Regions from separate parts of the Sus scrofa genome. Here region 1 is linked to region 2. The links are chromatin contacts, called in public HiChIP or PLAC-seq maps. All regions are on one chromosome and are shown on one strand. Each heading gives the region's core, a stretch centred on a gene start, on an enhancer-like site or on the middle of the called end of the contact. The rest is flanking DNA. Distances are from core to core; before and after follow the strand shown. Region 1 overlaps PDE4B (phosphodiesterase 4B). Region 2 overlaps LOC102162079 (a long non-coding RNA gene).

Region 1 (4,821 bases), core at 604-3,103, 160 kb before region 2:
ATGGGGATCCATTTCTTCTATATGTGTCCCCCAGGTCATTCTGGGGAGGAAATGGCTTTTTACTGGTTAATCCAGAAGCCTATTTCTCAGTATGAGTTCCTCCTGTGTCTTTGTTGCTGACCACGATTCCTCCTGGAAAGGTTCATGTGGGTGTGTCAGATGCAGCGTTTATTTGAGGAGTGGACAAGAGGCTCCGTGGGTTACCTGGGATCCTAAGAAATTCAGAAAGTCATGACCTTGCTTCGGTTCTCATTCTTGGCTGGAGCAGCCAGAGTCTAGGATGAGAGAGGGACCGTGTGTACAGCAGTAAAGGGCTCTCTGAGCCACGGTGATGGCCTGAGAGTGATCTGAGTCAGATGACTGGAAATGAAGCCCAGCACAAGCAGCACATTTGCTCCGTTTCTACATTAAGCAAGAACTGTCAAGCAGGGTTACAACACTTATGAACAAATACTAATAAAGTCAATCTTGTTACCAAAGGCTGCGGCCACTCGCACAAAAGGAGAAATTGGAGGGAATTACAGAGAGAGAGCGGAAAGGAAAGAAAAAAAAGCCTAAAAACATCAGATTGTTTTTTTCTTCTTTTCCTGAATGTTGTGTGGCCTGAATTATTGGGGTAATTTCCTTAATTATTCACCTCGAATGTTTAGACAGTCTGCATACAAAATAACAGGGCAGATGCACTGGAAAAGCTGTAGTAGTTCTGAGAGTATTTCCCCAAATGGTTGTTTTGTAGGGATTACTTTCGTTCAAATTAGCCCTCCTGAATAAGCTTACCTCAGAGCCCCAGCATCGAGCTGTTTATATTGATTTGCAAGTATTCCATGTGTCCTAAAATGAGATAAGGGTAAGTTGCAAAAAAAAAACATGAGCAAGTCAACTGAAGTGTGAAGAGTTAAAATGTTACCCTTGAGCAAAGGTTACCAAAAATAATACTCTGCTCATTAATGGCTACTTCACTACTTCCAAATTAATTTCTAAATTTAGTGTGAATGTTTCTTTGTATTAAATGGAACTGAGGAGACCCACAGCCTCTCATCTCTCACTTGCTGCCTAAAGACTGGAGTTCGTTCCGCCTTGGTTCCACTTCGTGTTTTTGCACTGCTGAGAAACACCATCCACCCACCCCCCCTGAAAGTTGGAATCATGCATGTTAGTAAGTATTTCAGTTATGCTATTGACGTCAATGGAGTCATTAAATAGATTGCTGGCCCTCCCAGAGGCAAATCACTGCCAGGGACCTAGATACAGACACGTTTTTTACAAAGACAACCATCAGGTTTTGCTATAGCAGTGAGCCAGGGAAAGGCAAAAGTTTATACTGTAGCAGACCTATCTCCAAACACAGTTTCTTTCTTTCTTTTGCATTTTAGTTCCGGCCTTTCTTTCTCTTTGGTTACAGTAGGCTGGAGCAGATGCCTAGATATTGTTGCCTGAATGTTTTGTGTGCAAAAGCATCTCCTGTCATTGAGACTCTGAAGGGAGACACCCCACTCTTAAAAAATGTGTCTCATCTTTAGCTCTACACAGCCTATCCTGATGTTTATTTGGTGGCATAAATTATCTAGGCAAATCGCTATTGTCTGCCCATATGAGCTATTGTCTCCTCGTGGCCTGAATAAACAGTGTCCTGCACACACACACACACACGCACACGCACATTTGTCCTTTCTGCTGCTTCTAGGTGACTTCTAGCTGCAGCCCCTCATCTATGAATCAACCTTTGTGCAGCCTGCCCTGTGCTTCGGCACTCAGGCTCTAAAGCAAAGGGTGGAGGAGGCGACAGAGAAGAAAGCTTCACTTCTCTCAGTTGGCTCATCTGCAGAGTCCCGCAGGAGGCAGGAGGCTGCCCACGTGCCTGTGTCCTCCCAAAGCCCAGCTGCTGCCAGCCTCAAGCCTGGTCATGCAGCTCGCCGGCATGTCAGAGAGGGCTCTTCAGGAAACATCTGTCTCTTCCTGGGTATTCCTGACAACTCTATTTACCTGGACAGGCCCAGGAGTCAGAGCCAAATCTTGCCCTCACACCTGGACTCTTCTGACTTTGCCCCCAGGCACGAAGTCGGGGAGCCATCTTGAGCAGAGCGCTCTCTCCGAATCCGGTTATCAGAATCCACCGTGCTGGTCTTAGCGCTCATCGCCTTTCCTAACCCTGTCCCTTCACTCCCTGCGCTCCTTATCAGTAAGTGTGTATACACGCTTATCAGTAAGTAGGCACAGAAATGCCAGACATCCAGCCACCTTTAGTAACCCCTTTGGGTTCATCCGGAGGCCCAGATCCACCCCCAACTCCACCACTGCGCCTTTCCCCACATTCCTGGCTCTGTGTATCTCTCCACCATCTTTTATCGCTCCACCTCCCACAGCTGGCTCTTGGGGTCTTTGCTCCAATCTTACCCCCTGGTTTTCTTCCCATCCTCCCTCCCTTAGTGTCGTGCTCCATCCTTCTCTACGTTAACCCTGGTGGGGGGTCCTTCAGCTTAGTTATTGTACTCATTCCCCCCACACACTTCAATCCACCTTCCATTCTGTGACTGGAATTATTCTTCTAAAATCCAGTTATGGTTATATTGTTTGCTGAGCGAGTGATCTTTAACCGTCCAGATAAGATCCTTACTTCTTACCAGGTTTGCAAAGTCTCTCAGAATTTTGCTTCTAAATCCTTCTTTGTCCTCATCTCTCCCTTTAACCCCTACCCCCAAGCACAGTAGATCGCTGAGTTGCACCTAACAGACGGTCGCTCAAATACACCAGGCTCTTCTTGCCTCCCTGCCTTTGTACATTCTGTTCCCTCGCCCAGGCTGCCCTTTCCTAAAAATGTCATTCACATATTCAGCACAGGGATTTGCTTACATTGTCGCAGTGAAGGAGTTCTTTATAATCGCTCTGATTTTTGGATTCTGGATTCAGGATTGAACTAAATATATGTCTCAGTTCAAACCCTAATATAGAGTATATGGTTAGCAGGTACTAGTTCCTTTCCCCATTCCTGTCTGGAAAGTACGTTTCTTATCTTTCAGAGCTCAGCATAGATGCCATCTTCTGGATGTGCTCCCCTCAACTCATCCCAAACCACTCTCAACAATTATCTTAATTATTATCTCAAAATCTCAATTTTTGCGCTTTTTCATAATGTGCTGTATTTTTCATTTTATTTAATTTTAATTTTATTTTTATTAGAGTGTCATTTATTTACACTGTTATGTCAATTTCTGCTGTGCAGTACAGCCACCCAGTCATAATGTATTTTTCATTTTAATTTTATCCTCTTCTCATCTTAGTGTCCCGAGTCAAGTACGAATCCTCTTTTTTTTTTTTTTTTGTATCCCTAATTTATAGCAGAAGATCTAGAGCATGTGCTCAATAAAGGTTTATGAAATGAACAAAGACAAATGAGGGAATGCTCATTGCAGAATCAGAAAGCACTGGAAGGGAGCTGAAGCCCATATTTGGCTTTCTTTCAGGCTGGTGTAACTATCTTCCAGCTCTCAGGCACGTGCACATAGCCAGCATCCCTGGCTAATCTTGACTACATGTGACTTTCCTTTGCTCAAAGTGAACTCTTTATTATCCATCACTTCAGAAAGGACAGTTTTAAATGAAGTGAAAAAAAAAAATGAAAACAACTAAATGTGCCTAGTTTCTCATACTATACTATGTTCTTTGTGCCTAGCACAGAGCCTGGCACAAAGTAGGTACTCATTTAATGTTTCCTGAATTGAATTCGATTGGTATCATGGACCAGCCTTAGATAAGTTACTTCTCTGAGACTCAGTTTTCTTATCTTGAAAATGGGGCATTTTAATATTCCATCTCACAAGATTGCTGGAAAGACTAAATGAGAAGGGCTGTGCATAGGAATGAACAGTGAAGGCTCCGAAGCCAGGTTGTCTCCCCCAAACCCTAGCTCCCCCACTGTGTGACCTTTGGACCATGTCACAATTGCATCCTCTCCAAAATTGGAATGGATGTTGTACATATTTCACATGTTGGTTGGAAGGATTCAATATATAAACATCTGTCAAACACTTAGAATAGCTCCAGGCACTTAGAAAGTGTCAATATTAGTATCAGTATCATTAGTGTCATATAATACCCTTCCACAGCACCCTACACAAAGCAGGTGGTCATCGTGTGACAAAAGAGAGCCCTGACCTACTGGTATTAGTAAGGAAACAAAACAGAAAGCCTTGTTGAGATCTTTCTAAAAGGTTCTAAATGACTGCTTTTTCCTCGCAATGCAATGTAGAAGGCAGTCTGTTTTGGAAAGATCCTTTCCCCCGAAACCGTAAAAAGTCTGAGGATAGGGAAATAGATTTAGAACTGAAGGTAGGATTCTCCAGGGCGTACCATGGGAAGCTTAGGAGGGCTGAGGCCAAAAGGAGCTGCAACCAAATATAAGAGGACTCAATACAAGTGTGGTTCTTTCTCTTAAAAGCAGACTGCAAGGAAGAAGGTCCAGTTAGCATTCTGATAAACTGGACCTTAGTCAAGTGAGAGTTTTCTTTTGCATAAAGCTGAGAGGTCCTCACTTTATCAGATCGAATTATTACAGCTATACAACCCATTACGTTGTAGGTAAATAAACATGTTCAGGTCTGGGCACACACCTGCTTGGGTACAGGTTCTTCAACCCACAGCTCAGCAGTCAGCAGCAGCACAGGCTGGACCAGTGCTTCCCTTTGGAGAGAAGACAGATCCTCCTAGCAGAGGCAGCATCAAGGAGGGCGTCTATTTCGTCTTTTTGAAAGAAGTGCATGCCCCCTCTCAGTACCCTCGTGGCCACCTGCCCCCTTCTCTCCTCTTTCTTGGGAGGGAGGGAAA
Region 2 (5,017 bases), core at 710-3,209:
CCACAGATGGATTCCTGTGTGCTCTGAATGACTGAATCATTCAACTCTCAGAGCGCCCTGTGGGACGCAGAGTGGCTGAGGCTCTGGGGCCAGGTGCCTCTAACCAAGAGGAGTCTCATCACCACTCCCTGGGAAGTGGTCTTAGCAGTGCGGAGTCCAAGGGCACCCTCGGAGTTCCCAGAGAAGACCTCGGATAAGGTGCCATCTCCCCATGCATTGCTTCACCGTGATGCCCTGAGGGCAGCCAAGAAGGTTCTCTACATCCTGGGCATCCACAGGCTGCAGAACACTGCACTAACAATCCTAGGCAGAGTCTGAGGACCAGTAGGGAGTTCGTTGCCAGGTGCCCAGAGCTTGGCGCTTAGGCCAAGATGCAGCCAGTTGGGGATGGATGGGTACAGAAATCAGGTGGGGCTTTCTGGTCTGCCCAGCGACAAATGGTAGCCCAGGATTTCTGTCTTTACATATATCAGAGTCTCTTGCTCATCTGCAGCTGATGGACAAGAATCCCATGCTGGCTGCAGGACTGCCACTCTGACAGTGCATATGAAATGTAGAAATTCAATCCTCATGATTATTTTGAAACATAAGATAGGTAAAAATTCAAATGTGAAATATTTTATGATAAAAATTTTAAACTCTAGGAATTCCCATCATGGTACCTCAGAAACAAATCCGACTAAGAACCATGAGGTTTGGGGTTCGATCCCTGGCCTCACTCAGTGGGTTAAGGATCCGGTGTTGCTGTGGGCTGTGCTGTAGGTCACTTTCTCGGCTCAGATCCCGCGTTGCTGTAACTGTGGTATAGGCTGGCGGCTGTAGCTCCAGTTGGACCCGTAGGCTGGGAACCTCCATATGCCGTGCATGCGACCCTAAAAAGACAAATAATTAATTAATTAATTAATTAAACTGAGTTGTCAGTGTAAGAAAAGGATACACAACTAGGTTCTTTCATTTCAAAAGGAATAGATTTTCAAATGGCTATAAACAATGATTTAAAATATTTTTATCACCTGCTTGTGTGAATAAAGTTACTTGTTGATAGAGACTGCTAAGAATTTGAAGCAATCATTCAAATATCTTGATCAGTGTTGCATAAAGCCATTTCAAGCAGAATATCTGTCAGTAAAAAGATACGTCAGTGGAAGTAAGTTCAAATTTCTCATTTAAAATTTTGAAATGGGGAGTTCCCGTCACGGCTCAGCAGTTAGTGAACCCAGTTAGCATCCATGAGGATGGGGTTTGATCCCTGGCCTCGCTCAGTGGGTTGAGGATCCGGCATTGCCGTGAGCTGTGGTGTAGGTCGCAGACCTGGCTCGGATCCCGAGTTGCTGTGGCTGTGGTGTAGGGCAACGGCTACAGCTCTGATTGAACCCCTAGCCTGGGAACCTCCATATGCGGCGGGTGCAGCCCTAAAAGGAGAAAAAGACCAATAAAAAATGAAACTTTGAAATGGGATTTCCCATTGTGGCTCAGCGGTAATAAACCCGACTAGTATCTATGAGGATATGGGTTTGATCCCTGGCCTCACTCAGTGGATTAAGTATCTGGCATTGCTGTGGCTGTGGTATAGGCTGGCAGTTGTGACTCTGATTCTACCCCTAGCCTGGGAACTGCCACATGTCGCGTGCACAGCACTGAAAAGCAAAAAAAAAAAAAAAAAAGATTTTATTTAGAATTTTATATAAATTTAAATATTTAATATTTTATGTTTTATTTTTCCTAGAAGCATATAAAGTGTAACAGTTTCACTGAGCTTTACAGAGCTATTCCCAAACCCCTCCATTTTACTCCTGTCCTATATAAGTGTTTTCATTTTTTACATGTAGAAGGTGTGAGAGGGGGTGGGTGCAGTGTTCTAGGGCCGTGGTTTTCAGTCAAAGGTGATTTCACACACACCCCAGGGACTTCTGACACCTGGAGAGTTTTTTTTGGTTGTCATCACAGGGGAGCTCTTTACTGACCTCTAGTGGGTAGAGCCGGGGATGCTGCTAACCACCCCACAATGCACAGGACAGCCCCTCGTAAAAAGAATTACTGCACATGCAAAATCAGTAGTGTCAAGGATAGAAACTCTCTTCAGGGGTCCCTCTCACTCTGAAGGTCTAGGATTCTGACGTATACTTGTTCTTGTTGTTCAGAGGAGATTATGACTGGCAATAGCGGGTGTGGCTAGGCATGGCCAGCTCTAATCTCCTAACTGCCTTTATAATCACAGACCCAGCAGGCAGATAAAACAGGAGGCAGGGCTTCCTGTATATTCAGTGGAAATCCAGCTATGGACATCTGTTTGAGATAGTACACATTTCAAAGCATCAGATGTGTAACTTCTATGAATATTACCTAGAGTCCCCAGATAAACATCTTCTTCTCTCCTTTTATTTGTTTTAAAGTTCCATATTCTGGGGAGTTCCCATCATGGCTCAGTGGCTAACGAACCCGACTAGGAACCATGAGGTTGCGGATTCGATCCCTGGCCTTGTTCAGTGGGTTAAGGATCCCGCGTTGCTGTGGCTGTGGTGTAGGCCGGTGGCTACAGCTCCGATTGGACCCCTAGCCTGGGAACCTCCATATGCTGCGGGAGCGGCCCAAGAAATGGCAAAAAGACAAAAAAAATTTTTTTTAATTAAAAAAATAAAGTTCCATATTCTGGAAATAGCTTTTTTGTTCCACCGAACTGTGATCCATCTTACCTTTCAGCAACTTTCCCCTTCCTCAGTCCAGGTCTCACCAGGATTGGCTTGGCGGGGATGTATCTGCCAATAGGTAGAGATTCACAGGAAAGCCTTTCAACTCACCCCTGCATCCCAACTCCCCATTCCCACTGCTCTCATCCTACAATTTCCTTGGAAGTTGAAGACATCCTATGTTTGGGCATTGATGTCTGGCCTTCAGGAATAAAAAAATCTTCCATACCCTCTCTCTTGGATAGCCCCCCTGTTGATTTGTTGGCACTTCAGGATGATTCGAGTGATGGAGGACTGAACCAGTCTGGGAAGCCACGTTACTTTATCACCATGGCTCATACCATCCCTTCCATCAGTTTTTACAACAGATTCACCACTGCAACCTGGTACTAAGAGCAGGTTGAATGGAGCATTAGACACATATTTCCCCTAGGATTTAACTGGGGACGAGCCATTCATCTCATACCTGCTCTTGCATAGAAAAAAGATCAGTAGGCCCAGGGTCTCTGCTATGTCAAGCTAGTCAAGTCATTCAGTCATTCCAGGCTTTACTTTGCTCCTATGTGAAAGGGCAGTAACAGCTAGAAGGCTGCTGAGCTTCATTCCACCTTAAAAGAAAATAAAAGAAAAAGCACTGAGAAAATTTGAAAACTGAATCAGTCTTAGGAAATGCATGTTTTATGGTATTGACTGGTTGCTAATAGCGTCATTTCTACTGAAATGAGGAAGTTTGTTTTTACAGTTATAGAGTCAGGAAGTAGTTTTCATCCTCTGTAGGGTTTTAAGTCCCTCAAAGATGATGGTAACTAATATAACCCCTGATAGCATTTAAGTGTTGAAAAACCAGTCTATTACTTCACTGAAGGAGTATATACTAGACCCCTATTTTGCGTCTTGAGAACAATAATATTTGTCTCTACTTTGCAGATGGAACATTAAAGCACCAGATGGTTGACTCTTTGAGAAAACCCCACAGCTTTGACCAAAGAGGAAGGGGAAGGGCAGCAGGGCACAAAGAGCTGTGTTCAGAAAAAAATAAAAATTTGCGATTCTCAGTTCCATGATTTGAATCCTGAATGTGTGCTTCTCTGGCTAAAAATACAACCACTGAAGTCGAATGCTCATTACTTGTTGCCTGGTTAATTTATAGTGCTAAGTTATTGATCAGAAATAACAATGCTATTTTCTAAATACTTGATTTTTTTTTTTTTTTTTTTTTTTGGTCTGCTTGTTTGAAAGTATTTCTGGCATTTTCCTCACACTTCTAGGTCATCCTTATAGGAAGGACAACCTCCAATATTTCTCCGCCTTTAATTTCCCTCCCATTCTTAGCAGATAAGTTGCAATATCAAACTTCGCTTTATGATGGAGATTCGAATGGTGGAGACTGACCGTTGTGTCCTGCTGGTGTGTATGCCAGTTTGGAGGCCTCCCTTTCTACCTTCTTTCATGAAGAGCTTTCAGGTGTGGTTCCGCTAGGAATCCCCTAAATCCTAGTCCGTGTGTGGCACCCACCACACCTCAATGTGCAGTAAAACTCCTCTCAAATCTCTTAAGGTCCCTAATTGTTCAATGTTCCTGATGTGGAAGGCAGATGACCATCTGCTCAGGTCTCATCCTACTGCATTTATCTCAGATGTTGTTTCCCTAATTAGATATACTCTGGTAGTGTTGGCAAAGCCAGGTGATGGGAAATGTGTTCAGGGAACTTCCTCCAGGTTCCACACTGGTTAAAGCTCTATATCCTCGCCAACACTTGGCATTGTCGTCTTTTCTATCTTTAGCCACAAGAACAGCTTTGTAGTAGTATTGCACTCCAGCTTTAATTTACATCTTCCTCATGGTTAATGATGTTGAGCATCTTTTCAAGTCCCTGTTTTCCCTATTTCTATCTGTAGATGTATCTTCTTTGGTGAAGTGACTTGAGTATATATATATATATATAAAATCTAGTCTATATCAGATATATAATTTGATTTACAAACATCTTCTGGTTAGGCTGTAGCCTATCTTTCCATGATCTTTACAGGATTTTGCAAAAAGCACATCTTAAAATTTGAAGAATGAAATCCAAATGATCAATTTTTAATTATTGTGAACTGTGCTTTCGATGTCATGTGTAAGAAGACTGCCTAAGCCAAGGTCACAAAAGTTTCCTATATTTCTAGAGTTTGTGTAGTTTCAGGCTTTAAATATGCTCCATTTTGATGGTTTTTTTTTTTGTATATTACACATGGTATGCCTCAAACTTTATTTTTTCATACAGATATGTAACTGTTCCAGTACTGTTCATTAAAGACTATCCTTTCTCCACTCATTTCTTTTGTACC

The links. HiChIP or PLAC-seq counts read pairs in DNA pulled down with a chosen protein or histone mark.
Region 1: an H3K27ac HiChIP or PLAC-seq map of skeletal muscle shows a contact between it and region 2, with 4 times the contacts expected there. The contact joins two enhancer-like sites. A contact is called at or near these places in 2 of 5 promoter capture datasets (fetal liver and fetal skeletal muscle), 7 of 47 Hi-C or Micro-C datasets (adipocytes, alveolar macrophages, embryonic fibroblasts and 4 more) and 2 of 2 datasets of contacts at active chromatin or transcription factors (alveolar macrophages and skeletal muscle).

Annotation. Positions count from the first base shown.
Region 1 is chr6:146,270,348-146,275,168 of Sscrofa11.1, reverse strand. All of the region lies in intron 8 of PDE4B (phosphodiesterase 4B), which reads left to right. All of the region lies in intron 1 of LOC102162258 (a long non-coding RNA gene), which reads right to left. Among named protein-coding and RNA genes, the nearest start is that of SGIP1, 220 kb to the right of the region's middle. Within about 2 kb of position 1,853, at least 44 of the 83 cell types and tissues checked have an H3K27ac peak or open chromatin away from gene starts, as enhancers often do. A contact at or near this core is called in alveolar macrophages, fetal skeletal muscle, omental adipose tissue and 3 more, where this site is marked.
Region 2 is chr6:146,113,028-146,118,044 of Sscrofa11.1, reverse strand. It overlaps LOC102162079 (a long non-coding RNA gene), which reads right to left. Exons shown (of 8, transcript XR_298679.3): 4 at 3,154-3,295; 5 at 2,694-2,756. Among named protein-coding and RNA genes, the nearest start is that of SGIP1, 64 kb to the right of the region's middle. Within about 2 kb of position 1,959, at least 24 of the 83 cell types and tissues checked have an H3K27ac peak or open chromatin away from gene starts, as enhancers often do. A contact at or near this core is called in alveolar macrophages, fetal skeletal muscle, omental adipose tissue and 3 more, where this site is marked.